Regions from separate parts of the Mus musculus genome. Here all the other regions are linked to region 3. Evidence: chromatin contacts called from public promoter capture Hi-C data. All regions are on one chromosome and are shown on one strand. The core of a region is the stretch at or near the end of the contact, and the rest is flanking DNA. Distances in the headings are between cores, read along the strand shown. Region 1 holds the start of Hmbox1 (homeobox containing 1). Region 2 holds the start of Msra (methionine sulfoxide reductase A). Region 3 holds the start of Bnip3l (BCL2/adenovirus E1B interacting protein 3-like).

Evidence for each region. Promoter capture Hi-C pulls out the DNA fragments that hold promoters and counts their contacts.
Region 1: a contact with region 3 is called in a promoter capture Hi-C map of pre-B cells. The contact joins the promoter of Hmbox1 here to the promoter of Bnip3l in region 3. A contact is called at or near these places in 2 of 39 promoter capture datasets (liver and pre-B cells).
Region 2: a contact with region 3 is called in a promoter capture Hi-C map of pre-B cells, with 5 times the contacts expected there. The contact joins the promoter of Msra here to the promoter of Bnip3l in region 3. A contact is called at or near these places in 2 of 39 promoter capture datasets (liver and pre-B cells).

Annotation. Positions count from the first base shown.
Region 1 is chr14:64,948,523-64,951,222 of GRCm38.p6, reverse strand. It overlaps Hmbox1 (homeobox containing 1), which reads left to right and starts at 1,366. Exons shown (of 10, transcript NM_177338.6): 1 at 1,366-1,646. Ints9 (integrator complex subunit 9) reads right to left here and starts at 930. Exons shown (of 17, transcript NM_153414.5): 1 at 856-930. The coding sequence starts at 864.
Region 2 is chr14:64,439,663-64,442,362 of GRCm38.p6, reverse strand. It overlaps Msra (methionine sulfoxide reductase A), which reads left to right and starts at 1,323. Exons shown (of 6, transcript NM_001253712.1): 1 at 1,323-1,653. The coding sequence starts at 1,518.
Region 3 is chr14:67,007,516-67,010,215 of GRCm38.p6, reverse strand. It overlaps Bnip3l (BCL2/adenovirus E1B interacting protein 3-like), which reads left to right and starts at 1,339. Exons shown (of 6, transcript NM_009761.3): 1 at 1,339-1,528. The coding sequence starts at 1,432.

The sequences.
Region 1 (2,700 bases), core at 117-2,616, 2.1 Mb after region 3:
CTGCATCGCTTCTCTCTTAAACAGAACATACCAAACACACTTCACTCTATTGAGGATATTTCTCTCCACGTAGCAATTAGGAAGATTCTACAGTAAGTTGGCAGTGAGAATGTAGGGAATAGGAGGGCGACGACAAGCATTTCACACCTGCGTTCAATTTCCTTATTACTCTATTACTTATTCCATTAAGCTTGAATAAAACAACTTGTTAGAACGGTGTGCTCAGAAAAATGGGGCAAAGCAAATATCTGAAAAGGCCACCTGTCAGCTTAGTGTTTTGCCACACAGTTACTTCTTCAGGAGGCATGTTTTATCTAGAGCTGTTTATTTCAAGCAGGCTTTAGACGGGAATCCTTCAAGGGCACCACCCTTTAGCATCTCTTTCTTGTAATTCGAACTGCAGTTAGGAGTAACAGGACATTTAGACCTTCTGTCTGATCGCTCCTACTTTCTGTTCAGATCGGAATCCAGCCTCGCAATATCAGTAGGAGTCCACTCAAGTGCTCATTAAGTGGAAAGTGGTTGATGATCTATTATAGCTCTCAGGTGCAGGCTGAGAAACATGACCAAACCAAAGTTTTGGAGCCTATCTTTAGCCCAAGGGTGAAGAAATGTAACATACAACCTCACGTGCGGCCAAAGGGATCTGCCAAACAGTAATGAAGACCTCCTGACAGATGCAGGAGCTGTGGGATGTGAGCAAGCGGGAATTCAAATCCCAATCGCAAAACCCAGCTCACTTTATAATTTTTAAGTGCTGACCTCCCTCCGTGATAAATCATGGTGGAGGCGACAGACTCCAAAGATATATAGCATTCATTACCTTTGCCCTCTGACTTAGTAGTGGAAACTCACCAGTTTCATATCGGACTTTTGGTTGTTCAGTACCAGTCTCTTCACTTCTAAAGACAGGGAAGGATCTTCCGGTTTAATCTCTATAGCCCAGAGCATCGCGGGACTTGGAGTCTTCACTCCTTAAGCATTTTCCAGAGCCTCACGGGAAATGTAGTTTTACTGCAGGTATCATGGGCACTGTGGGCGTCTTTCCTTTTCCTCCCTTTTCTCTCTAATCACCTCCTTCCGTCCGCTCAAATTCATCGCCGCCGCCAATTCATCCTTCCTTTCCATCCCAGCATGATATCATGTCCCTCATCTGGGTCTAGCATCCATGGTATTCTGGGATGTGTAGTCCGCACGATTTCAGCTCCCAGCTCCCCTCCTCCCTGTGGGAAGGCGTATGGGCGCAGTGCCTGCTGGAAGCTGTAGTTCCCTAGGGCCTCAGACCCTCAACTCTGCACTTTTCCTCTAGGGAACCGGAAACTACAACTCCCAGGGATGCCCAGCGGCAGCAGGTGGGAGCGGGGCTGTTGCTATCAATATGGCGGTTGTCAGCCAGACAAAGACAGTCAGTCTGATGTGATTGAGACAAGGGAGGTTTTCAGGGGGAGACTGGGAGATAGGGGCCTCCCCTCCCCCCTAGGCTCTTCCTGCGCGGGCCTGGAGCCCTCCTCAGCCCCTCCCGCAGGGCGCCCCGCGGTGAAGATCCCCTCCCCCTCCCGCCTTCCTCCTCCCTCCCTCAGCCTTGCACTGGGACGCTGGGGAGGGGGCTGAGCAGGGTGCAGAGAACTCTCAGCTGGATTTCCAAGGTGAGTGGGGTCGTTTGCAAGCTGGACTGCCTCAAGTCTCTTTTCCTCACTTCTCTCATTACTTTAAGGAAAAAAAAATGTCGAGATGTTTGGGGGGGAGAGAAAGTGAGTAGGCGCCACAGATGGGTCTCTGGAGTAGCCAGGTTGAGCATAGGGGAGCAAGTAGGGGTACTTCCGAGGGGGCGGCCGTGCGCGGGCTGTGGGGTGGGGCAGTTTGTGAGGGGCGGGCGTGGAGAGGCGTCGATGGCTTCCCAACTTCTCTCTGGTCTTCAGGACCGGCGGAAGGTTTGAATCCTGGAGTTGGGGGGTCTTCCTGCTTGGGAGTTTGAGAAACTGTAAGGTGGTTTCGAGGTGTGCTGGTTTGTTTGGGGAGTGTCTCGCTGTGTTTTAAACTGTGACGTGTACTTGGGTGCTGCGATCGTCTTGAAGGAATGTCTGTAGATGGTAAGTTAGATGGCTGGAGTCAGAGATAAGCGGCCTGGGCTTGGGAAGCACGCAGGAGTCCCGGGCTGGACTTTTGGTCCAAGGATCTTGTGCAGGGTTTGGGGGGGCTCAGTAACTCGTTAGTGTCTGGGCGCCCAGCTCACACTCGGTGCCCTACTCTGGGCCAGTCTCCACCCCAAACTCCCGGCAGGACTATATAGATGATGTGATGTGGAGATGCATCTTTGCCTCAAGTCGGCAGCTAAAGGTGGGAAAGGAAAAGTGTCTCTTAGTATTTTATTCCGGAACCGTGTTTGGGTTACACTATTGGGGCTACTTTGAAAGGAGTCCTCCACCCACCTTCACCCCGAAACAGTAAGTAGAGGTATCTTGTCATCTTCATGCTCAGTAGCTTGCCAGTTATTTAAAATTCGGGAACGTGGGGCTGGGAATCTCGAGTGCTAAATGCCATCCGCATCGCTGTCTTCTAATGAGACAGAACGTCTGCTCTGTATCCTGAGGTAGATAAGGCGACTTATTTTCGTAGTTGAAAAAACTGTTGGAAATTTTTTGCGGAGAAGAGGGTTGACTGTGCGCTGAAAGGCGCTGTGGTCTTTTTTTGTTTTTTGTT
Region 2 (2,700 bases), core at 74-2,573, 2.6 Mb after region 3:
GATCATTGAAAACATTTAAACAGTGTACACAGAACCCTCAAAATGTTTAAAGTGGGGCCAGAGAGATGGCTCAGCAGGTAAAAGTGCCTGCCACCAAGCTTGGTGTTTTGAGTTGGATTTCTAGGACCACAAGGCAGGAAAGAAACTTTAGTAAGAGACCCACTACTCTGAATAATAAAACTCTAAACAATGCTTTTACTTTATTTTTTTAAACTCATTTCCCCTTGGTAGGTAAGTAGAAATGTGTGTGTGTGTGTGTGTGTATATATATATATATATATATATCTTACATACTAAATATTATGGACTGTGGTTCTGGGATACCTAACATTACACAAGCAGTTTCCCTTAACATTACAAATTCTTCCGTTACACAGTATTTAGTTACGAAGTTTTTCTTGCATGACCCTTGTTCTGTCAACCACAAAACAGAAAAAGCAAGTCACTGTGTGTCAAAGGGCAGTAAATTACAAGTACAATTTTTTTTAACACATTTTTTTTTAGTGACCAGGCCCTCTTCAAGCCTGGACGGGACATCTTGGATCTTGGGATGGTTTCAGGCAAGGCCTCGTAGAAAGAACCTGCTTGGCATAATGTCACAGCAAAAGCAAGCCACAAGTAAACTGTTGAGAACAAGTTGGCCCAGGAGACTTTTACATTATAAGACAAACACCTTAATCTGTTTAACGTTGTGTGTCTGGCAACATTCTATGCAGTACACTAATCCTAGTCCTTATATTACAGTCCCACATGAACACAAAGTGGTAACTAAACCCACGGAGAAGCTTAGCTTCAAAGCTTCAAATCCCTGTGGGCGCTAATCCTCAGTTCCTTCCTTCATGTGAGACTACCCGCCCATTTTGGCAGTGTGTAAATCAAAAATCTCATACAGGACCTCTGAAATCACTCATCTGGTCCTAGCCACCTAAAGATTAAGGCTAGAGATTCAGTTTAGGAATATTCTCTCATAATTTCTGAAGTCCGTCTGGTCCAACTTCACCATTAACTTCATTCACATAAAGCGTTTAACAATGTATTTGTGCCTACATTGTTTACTTTATGGGCTGTGAGATGCGCTGAAGAATGTATTTATACATTTATACACGTACACACACTATATGTTTATATTTCATGTTGAGTACTTGATCCTTTGTGGTGTTGAGAATTGTGCTTTGGTTTCACTTTGGATCGATGTGACTTATCAAGATGGTTCCGATAGAAATAGACAAATTTCCTAGCTGTCCATCTAGCCATCCTCTTATAGGTCTGCCTTTCTTCTAGCTCGCTGCCTTTTTATGCACACACATTGATTTCCCTTTTCTACTTTGTGGTTGAGTGAGTACATCGCACCCGGAACCCTGGCTGCGGAGGTGGAGAAACGGCAGCAACTCTGACCTCCCGCGGTGGCGCCCAGCCAGCATCAATTTTGGCCCGCGCGGCTTCACGTACTCTGGGAACTTTGTCCCTCAGAGACAGCCAGGCCTGGAGGTCTGCCCCGCGAGACGGACACGCCGCCCATGCTCTCCGCCTCTAGAAGGGCTCTCCAGCTCCTCTCTAGCGCCAACCCGGTACGGAGGATGGGCGACTCAGCTTCGAAAGTCATCTCCGCAGAGGAAGCCTTGCCGGGACGCACCGAGCCGATCCCTGTAACAGGTAAGGTGGCACGGCTGCTGAGCATGCGCGTGGAGCCTGCGCACAGCGCCCTCCCGGAAGAAGACGTGCGGGACCGCGGGTGGGTCCCAGGTCGGAGTCTACGCGTGCGCAAAGAAGCAGCGAATCCCCCCCTCCCCCCAGTTCTCCCGCCCCCCAGCCCGGGAAGGGCGGGAGCTCAGCTGGGCAGTCTCCTGCCTGCGTGCTTCTCTTTGTTTGAGTCTCGCTCTGAAAGACTTTAGCGTTGGGATCGACCCAGCCCGTTTGCTGGTCTGCAGCTCCGTATTTGGGGCTAGTGGAGTCTGGTGGGAGCCCAGCCTTAGTCTTCCTTTTCACCTAGGCCTCTAGGAGCGTCTAGCGGTGCCAGTTCATGGAAGCGCTGGAGGCAGACCTAACAACGCTGGGAACTTAGGTTTTGAAGTGTAATTTTCGGCCAGAGCTGGTTGCAAGAACCCTCCCCAGTTTGTAGTTATTTCAAGGGCATGCTGGGTTGTCTCCCCCGTTTGCAGAAACTCCACGTGCTATGGATGAAGCCTCTAAGAGGTGTCTGTGTGTGCTCCCTTAAGCCCCAGGCGCACGTGAGAAGATCAGCTGATTACCTGTGTGACTCAGTTTTCTCCTTGCACCACTTAGGACCTAGGAGTTGAAATCGGATTGTAGTTCTTGTTGACCTTTTACCTTGTCAGCCCTATTGTAATGTTTCTAACCCCCCACTCTTGGGAGTATTCGTTCCTGAAAGGTTCTCACTGTTCCCAGTACAGAATCCAAGTTCATGTGCTTTCCACTTGGAAAGGGACCTGAATATTTTAGAAAGAGTGGGGACAAAGAGAATGACTTATTTGGTAAGTTAGCAAAACCAGAAGAAGGTGGCCAGGTAAACTGTTTTTTTTTTTTTTTTTTTTCAGGCTCCATTTATCTTCAGGCAGAGAGGGTTGAGGAGAGGGGTTTAGGGCAGGAGCTGACAAATTATAGGCCTCTAGGTATCTTTCTAGTTTGGAGTTAGGCGTCATAAACCTGGAGGCCAGCGATCCGTTGACCTGACCCGTAATC
Region 3 (2,700 bases), core at 90-2,589:
TAACCGGAGTCATCTCACCAGAGAATTGGGGTTTTATAAATGCATGTGGATGTTTGCCTGCACGTATGTCTGTGTACCATGCGGGTTTCTCATGCCCTCAGATGCCGGAAGACAGCATTGAGTGCCCTGTGAACGAGCTGTCATGTGGGTGTTTTGAACCAAACCTGAGTCCTTTGCAAGAGCAGCCAGTGTGCTTAACCCCCCAAGCTATCCCTCCAGATCATGTTTTTGGATGTCAATTCAAAGTGACAAAGACTTATTGTGTGTGCCTGTATTTATGATTTAGAGGGGGAGGGCATATGCCACGGTGCATTGGTGGAGGTCAGAAGGCAACTTTGTTAGCTTTCTTCCCATCTACCGGGAGCTCCGGGCAATGAACTCAGTCTGCAGGTTTACTCAGCAAGCGCCTTTACCGGCAGAACCATCTCACTGGCTGGTCCTAGATTTAGTATTTCCGTGTTTGGGTATCTCAGACCATATTTTTAAAAAAGACAATTACATGAAAATTCAACAACTGCAATTAAAGCAAAGTTAAAAGGCAAGTACAATATTGAGAAAAACATTATACAAAAATCGGGTCAAGGAAACTTGACAAAGATACGACGTAGGAGTATTTAGGAACATTAACAGAGTCAGCAACCAGCGTACAGGAGGTAGGGCATTTACAGAGATAGATAACAACCAGGGTTTGGGTAAATCTGTATTTTCTTTTCCCTTTTAATTTGTTTTTGAAGGCAATGGGTCGCTCGATAGCGTAGGCTGCAGGGAACTCGAAATCCTCCTGCCTCAGTCTTAGAAAGAGCTGAAATAACAAGTGTGCGCCACGCCCAGCCATTGATTTTTTTTTTAAACCGTGATTACATGTTACCTTTGCAATTAAAATGTTATAAATTCCAACAAGGTGATTAGCTCCAAGGTACCTCCCACGGTATTCTGTGGGAGGCACAAATGGATGTTTCACTAAGGGGAGGAACTGGGGTTTTCTGCTTCTTTAAAGCCACGGGTGAGTTCTTAAGTGGATACTGCAGGCGTGGGAGGGGTTCCATTCAGGCCCCGCGCGCTTCCGGGCTGCACACTCCTCCCTAATCTCAATCCAATGCCAACTTCCTAGCTCAGCCCTTCCGGCTATTGCGACTGACTCGCAGGAATTCTTTCCTGGCGCCCGTATCAGCTCGACTTCCGCACCCGCACGTCCCGAGCAGCTCGCGAATGCCCCGCCCAGCCCGGCCTGGTCACGCCCCCTATCCTGGGCTCCGACCCCGCCGTCCAGCTGCCTGTGTTGTCATCACATGGTCCGGGAGGGCCCTGACGTCACGAAGGGAGGGACTGCGCAGACGCAGAAAAGGGGGCGGGGGAACTCGACTTGTTGTGTTGCTGCTCGAGAGCCGGATACTGTCGTCCTGCGGCCGTGCCGCTTCCAGTCTCCAGACCATGTCTCACTTAGTCGAGCCGCCGCCGCCCTTGCACAACAACAACAACAACTGCGAGGAAGGGGAGCAGCCCCTGCCGCCGCCCGCTGGCCTCAACAGTGAGCACGGGGCCGCCGGGCTCAGCGGAGGGATGGGGGAGGAGGAGCCGCTCGGCCGCCGCCGTGCGGGCGGGGGGGGGGGGTTGGTGGTGGTGGTGGGGGAGTGGGCGGGAGCAGACGACAGCTCATTGGTTGGGACCGAGATTGTGCGTATGACTGACAGCGGCGCGCTCCGGTTAGGAGCAGGCGCTCGGCGCTGGCTCGCGGCCTGCGCCTTGGGCGCCGAGGTTTAGGGTCGCGGTGGGCGTCGGGAGCCGGAGGCGCACGCAACTCGGGGTGGCAAGCGGAGGCTGGCCAGCGGAGGGGGAGCATGGGACGTGCGGCGGGGACACCGGGGGATGGACGCGACCGGTCGGGCGTGGCGGGTGGACGTGCGGCCGCGCAGGTGTGCTTGCGGAGCTCGCCTCCTACCACACGCCGGTCCAGGGGGTCATCGGAGTTTCGTGCAGGGTGCTTGCTCCGCCCCTGACATTTATCTTTTTTTTTTTTTTTAGTCTGAAAATTCCCAAGTTTCTCAAGTGAGTTTTTTGTTGCTGTTAACCTTGAATTCATATTTTACTGCTTTTTCTTTTCTTTTTCTTTCTTTTTTTTTTTTTTTGAGAGAGCTTCTCATGTAGCCCAGGCTGGCCTCACTCGTTGTGTTGCTGAGTGACCTGATCCCTCCTACTTTCCACTTTCCCAAGTTCTTGGGTGACAGGCGGCAGCCACCATACTAGTAACTTTTCAAGTGCTGTTTCTTATGTTAAATGGATTGGGTGCCCAGCACATGCCCTAGGATCACGTCCATTTCAGCCAAATCTGCAGTGAACTTCAGGAAATACAGTAAACAACACAACAGACGCAGGCCACAGGTACTAGCAATTGAAAGTTGATGGTCAGGATCCAGTTGCAGTCAAACAGACATCTTGTCCCCAGAGTGTCCGCTGTTGTTGTGAGATCGCCGGACCTTCTTGCCCAACCTTTCTGTTTGGATTTCATGTCTTAATGAAAGAGGTAGTGGGTGGTGGTAGTTGTCACAGGGCCAGATGAAGTTCTTTAAAAGCCATTTGTATGCTTAAAGGTCAGGCAGTGTCTTTCATAAGAGGGATGGCTTCCAGGGTGGCCAGAACGGTTTAGGGAAGAGCTGTTACTGAGTCTAGAGGATAGTGGCAGGAGCGTTTGGGTATTTTAGC